2 separate regions of the Athene noctua genome follow, and region 1 is linked to region 2. A link is a contact called in public Hi-C data. All regions are on one chromosome and are shown on one strand. The core of a region is the stretch at or near the end of the contact, and the rest is flanking DNA. Distances in the headings are between cores, read along the strand shown.

Region 1 (6,765 bases), core at 286-2,785, 180 kb before region 2:
ACTAAGCCTGCAACATACCAAATCGTCAAGAACGGTTTAGCAAAAACATAACGTCATATACGCACATGACTTTCAACTGATACAGTCAGAAAGCACTGAAACTCTGCAGGAAATTAAATACTCTAACAAAAAATGGACCCTCTGAAAACCACACTCCAAATTTCATGCTTATGCTCTAATTACCAAACAACTGGAGATGTTTGCAAGCTACTACTTTTAAAACCTGCCTGCTGTGATTCTGAAACCGGAGTTTATTTATTTCACTTTTGTAAACCTCCACTCCTCCTTTTAAATGTCTATTGCCAGAGAGTTTCATAGTGAAAGGGGAGCAAAGCCCAGCTTCTCTGTTGCAAATATGAACTCATTAGTTTATGCAATATACCTGCTTAAACATTCAAATGGATTTTACAGTAACGCTGCCTGAGCTGACTGAACACATCCGCCCAACCATTCATGTACCTCATCTTCTCTTAAGCTTCATTTTGGATAAGTGTGCAAAGAACTTTTTCAAGAGAAAATCCCTAATTTCTGTTCCTTGTAGGTGTGAGGCTGGGTCCAGTCGGCCAAGATTCTTACAAGCATTCATATTTGCCACGCAGGTTTTTTAAAATGTCACAAGAAATCTAAATGCAGTAAACGAAATAAAAAAAAATAGTACCAGAGAACTGCACAAGCGTTACTAACAAGCTGTTTTCAGGCTTGGTTCTAATATTAAAGTGACCGAAAAGCTAGGTGCATGCAGTGCTGCCCATCACTGTTTCTCTGTAAGAAAATAAAAAAAAAAAACACGAAACAAAAGACAAAGAAGAGACTTAGATTTACTCCCTGAAGGTTAGGAAGGGGCCAGTTCTAATCAGTCACTGAGAGTTCGGGTCCCCGTCGGCTCCCGGGGGAGCTGGCAGAGGAAGCTCCTTCCAGGCGCGGGGCAGCGGCGCGGGGCCGGGCAGCGCGGCGGGAGGCCCCGGCCCGCCGGAGCCCCGCGGCACAGCCGTGCCGCTGCGGGGGGTAGCGGCGCCCCGCGCTCCCCGCCCCCGAGGGGCGAAGGAGGTGAGGGGGGCTTTGCTGCGGAGGGAAGGGGTGCTCCCGCTGCCTCCCAGCGCCGGGGGAAAGGAGAAGGCGGGCAGAGCGGAGCGGCCGGGCAGCCCGCAGCTTGTTGCGGGAGGGGAGCGCGGAGCGGGAAGCTCCGACCCCGGGAGAGGGGAGGCGGAGGGCAGCGCTCCCCCCGCAGGGCCCTGGGCAGCTGGGGCGCACACACGCCGCGGGGCTGGGAGCGGGGGGGAGCAGAATCAGGCGGCAGCGGAGAGGGGGTGAGGGAAGGAGCGCTCAGCGCCGGGGCTGGCGGGGCAGAGCCGAGCCGAGCCGTGCCCCTCACCTGGTAGATGGCGGCCCAGCTGGCGGCCTGGTCGAGCCGGTGGAACTCCTTCTCGATCTCCATGGTGGGGGCGCCGCGCCCGGCCTGGCCCCCCGGCGCCGCTCCCGCCCGCCGCTCCGGCAGCTCCGGCTGCTCCCGAGGCCGCGGCTCCCCGCTCTGCATGTCACCCCTCCCTCCACCCCGCCGGAACTACGCACCCGCCCCGGCGACGCGACGTCCGGGGCGGCCGCGGGGCCTGCGGGGCGGCGGAGAGGCGGCGGCCTGCGGCGGGGCTGTGCCGGGCGCTGCCCGCTCGCCTCAGGCCGGGGAGGCAGCGCCGTCCTCCCGCCGGGGCGCGGCTGCCCCTCGGCCCGCTCAGCCGGCAGAGAGCCGCCGTGGGCCGCAAACGGGGCGGGCTCGGGGGCCGCCAGCCCCGCCGTCCCGGCCGGGGCCGCGCTGACAGGTAGGGCGGCCCCGGCAGGGCGAGGGGCCGCAGGCGGCAGCGGGGGGTCCCGGCACACAGAGACCGAGCCCCTGGTTGTTGCGCTTCGGGCCCCAGGCTGGCGTCATGAGCTTTCGGAGCCGCGAGGAAGGGCTTGGGCCACGTTTTCCAGCTCTTCGTCTGCGGCAAGCGGGTCAGACATTTCTGAAAATTCTCATGCGGCCATGGGATTGCGGAGGAAGGGCCGTACGGAGAGCGGCGGGCTGGCAGCAGGTGCCTGGAGTGGCAGTGCAGGGTCCCTGGGTGTACGTGCGTGTGCTCCCCTCAGAGATGGGGGAGACCTTCTCTCTCCTTGCAGTCAGAAGATGGAGAGTATTAAATGTATTTCTGTCCGTTGTCCCGTACCCTTTGATTTAAAGGAATGTGTGACATGACAGGGTCCGAGTGGAGTTTGACCATCAGTCCTCGGCTGTTGGATTCCTACTCTGAAATGTCCATTACTATCAAGGTGCTATAGTCTTATCCCAGAAGGTAAACATTTGTGGTTTTATCCCACCCTTTTTGTAAGGCCATTCATTCGTAGCCTACAAATCTTATTAGAGAGCCAGCATCTTTCTTCCCGAGTTTAAAGAGCAGATGTTCCAAACATATGGACATAGTTATCCTATGTATAATGCTGGAACATACTTTGTTTCCAAAGCATGAATTTTACTCCTCATGTCAGCCAGCTCCTGTTTGTTAGGTTACTATTTCTCAGGCATTTAGAGAATACTGTTACTGAGGGGTGGTGCAGGCTTGGCATACCTGGTATCTCTGCAGCATGAATGCTGACCCAAAATAAGGTTGTGAGGGTGGGTGTGTAGGATTGACATTTTTCATCAGTGAATTTGATGATAAACACTCTAAGTACAGCACGGATTAAAAGCTGAGAGTGGTAGAGTTCTCAACAGGCAAGATGTATCTGTTGCTGAAGACAGAAGTATTTCATAGCTGAGCTGCAGCCCTTGCACCCCTTAGCTATTCCTGCTGGAAGAAGCTCTTCCATTGCTTTTCCTGATTGTTCTACCGTGCACTTTTTGGAAGAGACTCCCTTTCAGTGTTCAGCCCCAGAATGCCACCCTGTTCAAGACTGGCTTATTAGGCTACTTAAGTGCAAATGGACGCTGTCTGAGAAGAAAGGATTAGTCAGAGATGTGAGCTGAGGGGCACAGAATTTTGGGGGAGGGTTAATAATAACACCCTAAAGGGAAGCTGTGGAAAGCATCTTAATAGGATAAACGACTTAACCTAGGTAAACAATGAAACATTATTCTCTAGTCAGCTGCTGCACATAGCATAGAGGCATTAGCAGATGGTATTAAAAAGATTTTTTGCCTTTCTTACTGCATGGGCTTTCTCTTGACCTGATTTTCGGAACTAGGCAGATGTTATATTAGTCCCGTGAATGAAAAGGTTTCCACCTATTGAAACTTGCTTCCATATTACTAGAAGCACCAGATGGGGGACTGCATCCTCTCTCCCAGTCTGGCTGCTCTGAGGCGGTATCCTTATCTGGAGTCCATTTTTAACCTACTGGACCTGGGAACATAACAGCAAATTGAACAACTTTGCTGCTTTCCTCTTTCCCTGTGATTTCAGGGTCAGGAATTACGAACGTATGTGGGGAGTCTTTCTGTGTTTCAGTGATTCCACACTGAGAGATGTGTCTTTATAGTGTCGCCAAAGGGCAGTTCCTGTGGATGGCCATTTTTCATGCAGGCATAAACCTGATCCTACCTAGAAGAGGTCAAATGCTACAGCTAAATGCAACTGAATTACTGTGGTGCATAAGCATTTTATAAAGGAAGATAGCATACAATCTTTTATGCTTATGTCACCTGAATGCATGGAATAAATAAAATCAGTACAAGTCCTTCAGTCAATGATTCATCAGCAATATATTCTGCTAAGTGTGTACTGTTGTCACAGAAATAATTGCCTTGATTAACAAAAACTCACTTTATACCCTGAACAAATTGGTATTCAGCTGACAATTTCGTATAGTAACCCAGAAAATAAGAGATTATAAAAATTGCCAGCATATATTACATTTCTTCACAAATCTATCACAGTTGCAGTATGTGTGGCCAGTAACATTTTAAAATGTGTCAGTCTGGTTCAATGAGTGATTTTATTAAATAACTGGAAATTTTGAAGGGGATAGATGATGATATAAATATTTGCTTTTACCTATATATGCCTATATAAAAGAAGTAAGAAACAATTTGCAGCAGTGATACACATGGTGACTCCTGTTTCAGAAAAGCACAACTAATTGATGCATATGCTATTGAATTCTTTTGGCTTTATTTTTACATACAGTTTCAGCAATAATACATGCAATGATATCCACAGCTAAAAAACTGAGACCCTTACAATATATAGTTAGGTACTAGTTTGTGTCAAATAATAAGCTTCATCTTTCTGGCACCTTGTGGTGCTACAGCATTGTAAAGGGCACGTCACCCACTTTGTGGAACCATCAAGTGCATTCTGAAGGTGAGAATTCTGGAATTCCTCCTATGGAGTAGGGAAGAGCACCTCACCTTTTTCTTTGTAACTGTTGTAGGGGCTTGTAGTAGTTTTTACTTGTCCTCTAATACATACTAGGCTCTAGCTACCCACAAAACAATGTGAAATAGCCTGGCCCTGAGTTTAAAAATGAACATTAGCAGAACAATGAAACCAACTCTATTATTTTTAATTCATTTGAAACCCATAAAATAACTTAGTCTAATCACGTTAAAGTCTTTAATTTGCCTTTCTGCTAACAATATTCAGCATTTTGAGATGACCTAGTTTAAAACAGCCAATGTCATAAATCATCACTGAAGTGAAGACCAAATGCCAGGTTCTGCCCTTGGGCCACAACAACCCCCAGCAGCGCTACAGGCCTGGGGAGGAGTGGCTGGAGAGCTGCCAGTCAGAGAGGGACCTGGGGGGGTGATTGACAGCCGGCTGAACAGGAGCCAGCAGTGTGCCCAGGTGGCCAAGAAGGCCAATGGCATCCTGGCTTGTGTCAGCAGTAGCATGGCCAGCAGGGACAGGGAAGGGATCTGACCCCTGTACTCGGCACTGGTGAGGCTACCCCTTGATTCCTGTGTTCAGTTTTGGGCCCCTCACTACAAAAAGGACATTGAGTGACTCGAGCGTGTCCAGAGAAGGGCAACGGAGCTGGGGCAGGGTCTGGAGCACAGGTCGTACGAGGAGCGGCTGCGGGAACTGGGGGGGTTTAGTCTGGAGAAGAGGAGGCTGAGGGGAGACCTCATCGCCCTCTACAGCTCCCTGAAAGGAGGGTGCAGTGAGCTGGGAATGAGTCTCTTTAAACAATAAGTGATAGGACAAGAGGGAACGGCCTCAAGTTGCATCAGGGAAGGTTTAGGCTGGATATTAGGAAGCATTTCTTTCCAGAATGGGTTGCTGCGTGTTGGAATGGGCTGCCCAGGGAGGTGGTGGAGTCCCCATCCCTGGAGGGGTTTAAGAGTCGGGCCAACATAGCGCTGAGGGATCTGGTGTAGTTGGGAACTGTCAGTGTCAGGTTAATGCTTGGACTGGATAATCTTCAAAGTCTTTTCCAACTTAGATGATTCTGTTTCCAAATATGATACATATTGTTCCTTCACTGTTTGTTTTTCAAACGCAATTTTGTAGTTACATTAAGCCAGTTCTAGCAGGCTGCATCTCCGTGTACAACTGGGGAGCTCGTCATTCACATTCGACACACTTAATGCTGTTGCACTGTACATATTTGTATCATCTCTATTTAGCAGAAATATAATCTCGAATAAAACAACTCAGACACATCGTAGCCATTCCTCATTCCAATTTTCTCTTAAAGAAGAGGAAAGTTCAGTTCTGTTCTGATTTTCCTCTCACTAGTATTACATCATCACACAAGGCTCTAATGATTCACATGTTATGGCTTGGTTACTTTGAAGTACCTGTAAGTTCATGAGCAAAATCCAGTGCAATTGATCATTGTCATATGGTGTAAATAGTGTGGTTTGCTTTTGATTTTGTTATGATGTTAGCATCAGTTTTAATGTGATAAAACTATTCTTGATTTATATTACTGTATGCAAGATCAGGATCAAGCCTGGTGTATTCTAACTTGGTATGACTTCTGTGGTAAAATTGTACATTAGCTTGTAATTTTTTAATACTAAGGTTACATACACAAATTAATACTCAGGCTCAGGTAACTTTGAAGCTTCCTGAAGAGGTAAGCGGTTAAGAGTGGAACTTAGAAAAAATAGCATGCTTAATGGAGACTCAGAATGAGAGACTTCAGTAGGAAGTAGCAGAAATAGGAAGCTATTAAATATTTTAGTTCATACACTCTGAGAGGCTTAGGCATCTAAGTTAAGGGTTCAGGAAAGTATGTATCTCTGAATTCACAGACCTGAGCCACCTTCAGGAGTGAGATGCACAAGCCAGATTACTTTTTTAATAGAAAGAGTGTAAATGTAATAAGGAACATGGGTTAAAGGACAAAATTACTATATCCCAAGTCTTAGGCAACTTGTCAGAAAGAACAGTCAGATTCTAGCCATGCTGGTGGTCTGTGCAAAAGAGTTTCACATACATAAGGGAGGCTAAAAGACCTCCACACCAGACTCCATGACCTCATGGTTAGGGAACTGCTGTGATGTGAAAGATGTGTTTCCTCAGGCAGGGGCAAGAGTTGAACATAGGTCTGCCACATCCTGGTTTAGTAAGAGATCTAACCACTGAGGTAGTAGTTGAAAGGTGATTCCCATCCACGGCTCCTTTCTTTGTTTTCAGAATGTGGTCTGCTGGTGCCTTGAGTCTGTCTTCAGGACCAGGTTTCTCAAGGAACATAAGTGTGGAGAAACTATTTGGGAGCTGGAGGCTTACAGGAAAGAGAGAAGCTAATTTAGGCAACTGTGTCAAAACTGAGGGAATTTTGTTC
Region 2 (7,418 bases), core at 2,723-5,222:
GAGGGAGAGTTAGAGAGCACACAAACACCCGTGAAGGGAACAGTGACAAAGCAGAAGCTACAGTCTCCAGCCCTGTGTTGTAGAGAAAGTCCATGCTGAAGCCATTTGGCTGGCAAGACGTGGGCTGTTTTTCTGAGCAGGGAGAGTAAGAGTTGACTTTGTATTTTATGAGTAGGCTGTTTTCTTGTATTCAAAAAAAAAAAAAAAAAAAAAGGCAGAGAAGTTGCTGTTCACTCACTTTCCAGAAGTTCTCTGTAGTTCTCTGACATTTCCTAGGTAATCATAGCCTCCCACTTTGATTAATTTGTTACAAATCATGTATTTTTCTAGCATATCCAAGCTTTTGAAAGATCCATCAAGGGAACAGGAATCCTATCCTTCCAGGATACCCTGCCAAGTGTCAGAAGTTCCCAGTAACAGAACCTGATAATTTATTTAAGAAATTTCTAAAAGAGGAGAACCATTCAGAGGTCCTGAGGCTGCAGGCCAGGTAGCTGGAACTTCATGGTGTGTATTGCCAGGGGCTGCATAAACCAAGGGAAATCTTAGAGTGTGACAGGAGAGTGGGCTTAAGTGAAGAATTAGAAGATTTTTCTTTATTAAAAGCATTAAAGGTCGTCCATGCTCTAGGCTGTACAAATACTTTTTTTTTCCCTTTTGCTCTCATCTTGTGTCGAGCACCACGGGGTAAGTGGGGCTGCCAGGGAATCAGTTAGGACTTGTTGTGTGAGTCCTGGCATCTGGGCTGGTCTGGGTCAGCTGGCAGCTGGCCTTGGGCGACTGGGCACCAGGGGGGGACAGGCACTGCGTCCCCCCGCCGCACCTCGCCCCCGGTCCCCGGCATCTCCCCGTCTGTGCGCTTCTGGCTCCGGACGGGGCCGTAGGAGCGGCTATTCCAGCTCTCCCACCCGCTGACACCTTCCCATGCCGGGAGCCGCCGCCAGCGCTGCGCCAGGTTCTGGCCAGGTTCTGCTGCCTGCGCGCCCGGTGGCTCGGAAGGAGCCCGGGCTGCACGGGGCGGGTGTGAGGCGAGAGGCGGGAGCCAGAGCGCGGCTCCGCGCTGACCGGCGGCCGTGGCGGGGGCAGCGGCGGGAGGGGGAGGCGCGGGGAGAACTCGAGGTGGCCGGGCTGCTGCGGAGCGGCGGCGTGAGGCGGCAGCCGGGCCCTGCAGCCGTTAAGGGGAGGCGGGCGGGCGGGCTCCGCAGGCGGTGATGGGGTCCTCCGTGAGGGACCCTCAGAACCCCGTTCTTTGGGCGACGTCGCCAGCAGCTCCGCGCTGGAGGGCGGAAGGCTCCGCCGCGGTGTCCCGGCCGCGGGGCGGCTCGGCCGGGGCGGGGCCGAACGCGCGGGGCCTCGCGCACGGCAGGAGCGCGGCGCCCCCCGCCGCCCCGTCACCGGGCTTAGAGCGCCACCTGGCGGCGCGGCGCGGCAGGACCGGGCCGGGGCGCTGGCGGGAACGCGCAGCCCTGCGGCGCCGCGGGCGCTTTGCCGGAGGGTTTTGCCCGGGAGCCGCGGGCCGGGGCTCTCGGAAGCGGAGCGCGGCCTGCCCCGCCGCCCGGGCCCGCTCCCTCCCCGGGGCCTGCAGGCGGCGCATGCCCGGGGCCTTCCCGCGGAGGGCCGGGAGCCGAACGCAGCAGCGCGGCGGTGCCGCCCCTGAGCTGCCCGGGGCTGGGCTCTCTCAAAGGGCTCTTCATGGTAACGTGGCCTCTCGTACTCCGATACGGGCCTTATCTTCTCCAAACAGCATCAGGATTTTCCCGCAGAATTACTCTGTTAACGCAGCCCTTCTGCTCAGCCTCAGCAGCCTTGTCCCAGCTACGCTGACACCTGTAGCTCACCTGATACTTCACTGTTCAGGTGATTCTAAAAGCCGTTGCACTCGCACAACACTAAAAATCCTCGTGGTTCACCCTTCCTTGGCGGTACTATGCCTGTACCAGCGTTTGGAGTTCCGCCTGAGTCTATGAACTAACTTACTGTTTTTCCCTTCTCCCCCAGATGATGATGATGAAAGAGAAACGTTCTTCAGATGTGTCCCAAGGGCTGGTTTGTCTCTAGGAAAGGACCAAACCCTCTGCCTCATGGTCTGTCTTGTCACACTGAGGTGAGATTAGAAGAGTCTTCAAAGCACCTTTTTCCTTTTGCAAGGTTTGTCTTTAGGCAGCTACACTGATGTTATTACAGACAAATGCACCTTTAGTCCAGCAAAAGGCAAAACTAATAACCACCTTCCAAGAGAACTTGATAGCACATCCAAAGCCAGACCTTGCTAGCAATTTGCTGCTTTTTCTTCGTACTGACAGGCCTTTTCACCCGACAAAACAAGGTGGCTAACAGACGTTGAAGGTATCTTGGGAAACACTCCCAAGAGCTGTTTATATCTTTCCTCTAACTTACACATTCATAATGGGGACATATGGTCACAGATCTCAAAGCACATTTAAAGGTGCCATGTCCTCCTGAACTGACATGAATTCATACACATTTACACCAATTCTGTACTAACATTATTGAGGTCACTGTGACCCTGAGAGGATCTTAGCAAAACCCTTGGCATCAGAGCAGCCTAACAAAAGTCTAATGAAAATATCATCATCCCTCGATGTCAGAATATTCCCATCCCTCGGTCTAAACACAGCCCGGTCCAACAAATTGAGGCACCTGAAGCTAATGCCTTTTAATTGGCTTATTACCCAATTAACAGAAAAAACCCTCCATCAAGTAAATGCTGCCTTCTGCATTGTCAGCAAATCATTGTCATCTAGAGTTTCCAGAACTTTTGAGAGAGAGAGATATCTATATATATAAAACTCTTGATGAGTCCAGGACTCATTGAATTCCTGAGCCATTTTTTCATTAAGAACCACTGATTTGAGCACATGATCCCAGCTAATTGTTAATTAACTTGTGATCCTCCAAGCAGCCGGGCAGGCTCTGGGAGGCACACTACATGCTTTTCACTACTTCAGAAACGTGGCCAATTCAGAGCGCTGTGAAGTGACAGCACAGAGCAGCCCTTGACTCTTGGCTTGGTCAAGTTTTAGGAAATTCTCGGTGGTTTGATGTAACTGGCATTTCTCTTCCAGCTCTGTGGAGGGGGAGCCTGCAGGCTACAGGCGCAGGATCAGCGTTTGCCCCTCAGGTAGGTGTGATGTGCCGCAGGTTGTGCTTTGCCATCATTTTGGCCTTGCTGTCAAGGCACGGAGAAGGATTTTATTCACCGTGGTGGATCGTTTTCAGACCTTTGGATTAAACAGACATTTGGTTTAGTATTTCACCCTCTGTAAATGGATCTATTTGTAATGTTTAAGTGAAATCTATTTGAAACACATGCTTTAGTGCTATTTTATTTGATGCTCAAATCAATCTGTTGCAGAAATTATTTTTATAACGTGATGTAGTACTTAGCTATTGCTAGGGGCTTTTTTTCTTTTTTTTTCCATATTGGAATGTGTTTATTTGGGGTCAGTGAGAGCATCCGCGAGCGGCTTTAACCGCCTCTGTGAAGGAACACGCCCTGGATCACCCCACAAAGGGACCTAAACTGATTTTATTGGCACGATTACGGTCTGGGGGTGTCACAGCAGACGGGGGGCTCCAGCCGCCCAGTTAACGCCGCGCGGGTAATGGCCGCCCGCAGCGCCGCCAGGGGGCGCGCCTGGCACCGGGCGGGGAGGGCGGACACCGGGGCGGGGGGCAGTGCCGGGACCTGCCCGCCCAGCGCCCCCGGCCCGGCCCGGCCCGGCCCCGGCTGCCGCCAGCGCCTCCGCCCGGTCCCGCCGCCAGCTGCGGCCCGCGGGGCGGGGCGCCGCCAGCTGCGCCACCGCCCCTGTCGCCACCCATTGGCTCCTCCGCGCCGGGCGGCGCCGCCCGTTGGCCCGGCGGCGGCGGGAGGCGGTGCCGGGGCGTGGCTGGGCGCGCCCGCCGCCCCCTCCCCCTCCCCGCCGCAGCGCCGCGGCGCGGCCCCATTTCCCGATGCTGCCGCGGGCCGCAGCGCTGCCGCCGGGCGCCTCGCCGGGGCCTGGGCGCCGCTCGCCGCCGCCCGCCGGCCTCGGGGAGGACGAGGAGGAGGAGCCGCCGCCGCGGGGCCGGGCCATGGCGAGCGGCGGCGCCGCCGAGAGCGTCCCGCGCCGGGCGGAGGCGACGGGGCCGCAGGCGGAGGCCGCGGAGGAGCCCGAGGGCGGCAGCCGGCGGTGGGGCGCGCAGCACGCCGGGGCCCGCGAGCTGGCCGAGCTCTACTCCCCAGGTGAGGGCGGGAGATTCCCGCGGCGGGGCCGGCTCCCCTCGGCCCCCGCCCCGACGGCGGCGCGGCTCCAGGGAGCCCCGGAGGAGCGGGGAGGGCGGGGGTCGGGCAGGGCCCTGCCGGGCGAGGCGGCCCGGGGCTGCCGGCGGGGGGATGCCGCGTGCCCACCGCCCCGCGTCCGTCTGCTGGTCGCCCGCACCTCGGCCTGGGCAGAGCTGGCGAGCGTGGCTACTGAAAGCAGGTCTAAGAAACAGGCTGCGCTGCTGGGGGGAAGGCTTTCAAACTAGAGAGCGCCCAGGATGACTGCTCTTCCCTTTGAAAACAAAAAGTTAATCTTTCCACCCAAAAGCAGGTGTACGAATCCGGTTGCTAAGCAAGGTGACAGCTGAAGCTTTTGCTGCAGGATATTTATTCAGTGGATTACTGAGGTACCCAGTTCTGGCACCTCGGAAAGGGATGGAGGGATGTTGACTTTTTGCTTTAGTCTTGTCTTCCTGAAGCTTGCTGGTTGTCAGAGCTCAGTAGTGACAGCAGCTATTTGATTACGCTATGGAAATAACTGTGGGCTTCTTAATATGTCGTTTGTTTTTAGCTTACAGTGTGAGCAATGCTAGGTTTTGTTGCCATTCCCAGTGAATTCATTTGCAGGTGAAGGATCAGGAAAGGGGAGACATGTTTTCAGCATCTTGCTGTTTCCAGCAGGTCACCTGAGCAGCTTAGCTTGCACATTCAAGGCAATGTTCTTACTTGGGCAGAGCCAAGTAATGATGAGAAAATCATTAATTAGTTTGCCAGTTTTCTAGACTGTTCAGGGTAAGTCTGCCTGTTTCAGCTTGTATCGGTCACCTCTTCCTTGCCTTGAGATAAGGTGGTGTGTGACGTCTTTCAGCTGGTCTAGATAGGCACTTCTGATCCAGGTGGTGACTGATTCCTGTGCTTTGCAGAAAAGCAGTAACTAACTTTACTACTGCACTGTGCTCTTACTCATAAGGGAAAGATTTTCTTCCCCAAACAACTTGCTACCCTTGTCTTTAGCTGTAGATGGAAGTTCCTGGGAAGTCTGAAGTAGCGTATGCATAGTGGTATCTATCGGCAGTGAGTTGTGATATTAGAGGTGCAATTTTTTTCTGGTGTTACATAAATAACTTGCATAAACAACGTCAGAACGTGTGTTAGCAGTGGAAGCACATGGTATTGAACTACTGAATTCTTAAGAATGGCGATTACATATAACTGTGCAGAGTGCATATGACACTGGAATATTTCCATGATTTCTTTAAGCATATACTTTGTGGCTTTGGCACCTCATTATTCCATGCAGGACATACTTTTAAATTCGAATGCTCTTTAAGCCCAAGTTATTGGTGCTGACTCCATTCCTTTGTCTGATTTGCTTCCCGGTCTTTCCAGAGCTGGGCTGTGTTTCTGGACTCGGGTATCACCAGACAGTCGTGTTGGGATCCTTGTGTTCAGAGTACAGTGGTGTGGTGTTTGCATAGACTGAACTCACGGGACTTGCTAGTAAGGAGTCTCGGGTTTCCCTGCAGTCAGCTAATTGTTCCATGAGGATCTACCCACTTAGCTCCTCTAATCAGGGTGTGGTTTTCTTATTCAGGAAGTGAGTGTTAATTAACTCTTGCTTTCATTACTCCAGGGATCTCTTTATAGAATCTCCCACATTGTGACCTGATGCAGTCTTGAGAAATATGCTTGTTCTTGTGTCTTAATTGAATTTTATGATTCTCTTCTCTGCTACTGCAGAGGATGTTAATGTATGTACTCATGGCCTTTCTAGAATAAAACTCTGAACTGTAAAAGTCTTTGTTAATGTTTCTTTAAAATATTACATCGTAGGCATGTTAGAGATAATACCGATTCTCCTTTGATGTTCCTAGTTTCCTTTTCATTTCATGGTATAGTTGGGAAGGACTTGATTTAGCATTTAGGAGGAGATATTTGATCAGGCAGTAGGTCAACATAGAGGAGTAGTAGGAAAGAAGCTGTTGTCCTGAACACATGCCAGATGTGTGAGTGTTGCCTCTGCTGCTGTGAGAGGATGTGTGCCTCGAGTGAAGTCCTTACCAGTTGTTCCCCTGCACGTTGCTTGGCCTCAGACTCGAGTGGTACAAAGCGTGTAAGGCTGCAGGAGGGAGCGGGGAGTGGGCTGCAGGGTTAACTGCTCTGGGAAGCCCTAGGCAAGAGACAGCTGTGCTGACTGGCCCCCTAAAATTGGTGAAGACTGACCTGTCTGCTCCTGAGCATGCTAAGAGCTAACTACAGTCATGGCCCTTCTGGGCCAAGGTGGCAGCTCAGGTCTTCTTCTTGGATTCAGGCATTAAATTAATGCTGATGCCTTAATCCCTCCAGGTCTCACATCGAGTGTTCTCTTGCTCTCTGCATCAGTGCCTGGAGAGGGTGCAGCAGTGATTGACAGGCAGAAGCTTTCTGCTGCTAATCTGAATATTCAAAGTGTTACTATACTCTGATGTGTCTGTTCTCTTTTTATAGGCAGTAAATGAGGTTTTTGTAGTGGTATGTTTAGTACAGCAAAGTACGAGATAGAATTTGTGCCAGTTCTTTCTTGTTGTGTATTCTGTCTCCTGTCATCTCAGAATGGCTGAGAGGTCGTAGCCTTCTGCCTGCGAGCAGGAGGGCAAAGGCAAGACTGCAGGAGTTAAATAAGCAAGCTTAAGTAGTATACTTGCAGTACAGGAAAGTAGTTCTAGGGCCACCAAAATACAGGATGGTGCTTTTCCCTGTTAGTATAACAGCCTTATTACAAGCTCTGAGATTTTGAATATTACAGATCATAAGGTGATTTAACTACCAGTCATCTGAGGCCAGAAATTTGTTCCCAGATTGAGCCATACCGGCAACACTGAATATTGAATGAAGTGCAAATTTAAAAAAAAAATGATGTGATGTGAAGGAATGTTATGCCAGCAACTGGAGGGGAAAGGAAACTGGGACAATGTGAGATGATGTCTGATTTGTCCCTGTTATTTCAGTAAGGGCAGAGGGAAGGGGTTAGCAGTGGAAGAGGAATGCCATTTAACTAAACATGCACACCTCCTGTGGATAAATAAGTTTCTGTTTCAGTTAGCTGTTAGACAAGTAGAATGACTCATCCAGGCAGTAGAATAGTCTGTCTGTATTATTTCAGACTTCAAAATGT

The links. Hi-C and Micro-C count contacts between places; a contact is called where the count stands out from the background.
Region 1: a Hi-C map of heart shows a contact between it and region 2, with 4 times the contacts expected there. The contact joins the promoter of PTPN1 here to the promoter of PEDS1 in region 2. A contact is called at or near these places in 2 of 2 Hi-C or Micro-C datasets (heart and liver).

Annotation. Positions count from the first base shown.
Region 1 is chr16:8,459,754-8,466,518 of bAthNoc1.hap1.1, reverse strand. It overlaps PTPN1 (protein tyrosine phosphatase non-receptor type 1), which reads right to left and starts at 1,535. Exons shown (of 9, transcript XM_074920256.1): 1 at 1,373-1,535. The coding sequence starts at 1,534.
Region 2 is chr16:8,285,124-8,292,541 of bAthNoc1.hap1.1, reverse strand. It overlaps PEDS1 (plasmanylethanolamine desaturase 1), which reads left to right and starts at 3,972. Exons shown (of 5, transcript XM_074920560.1): 1 at 3,972-4,246. The coding sequence starts at 3,976.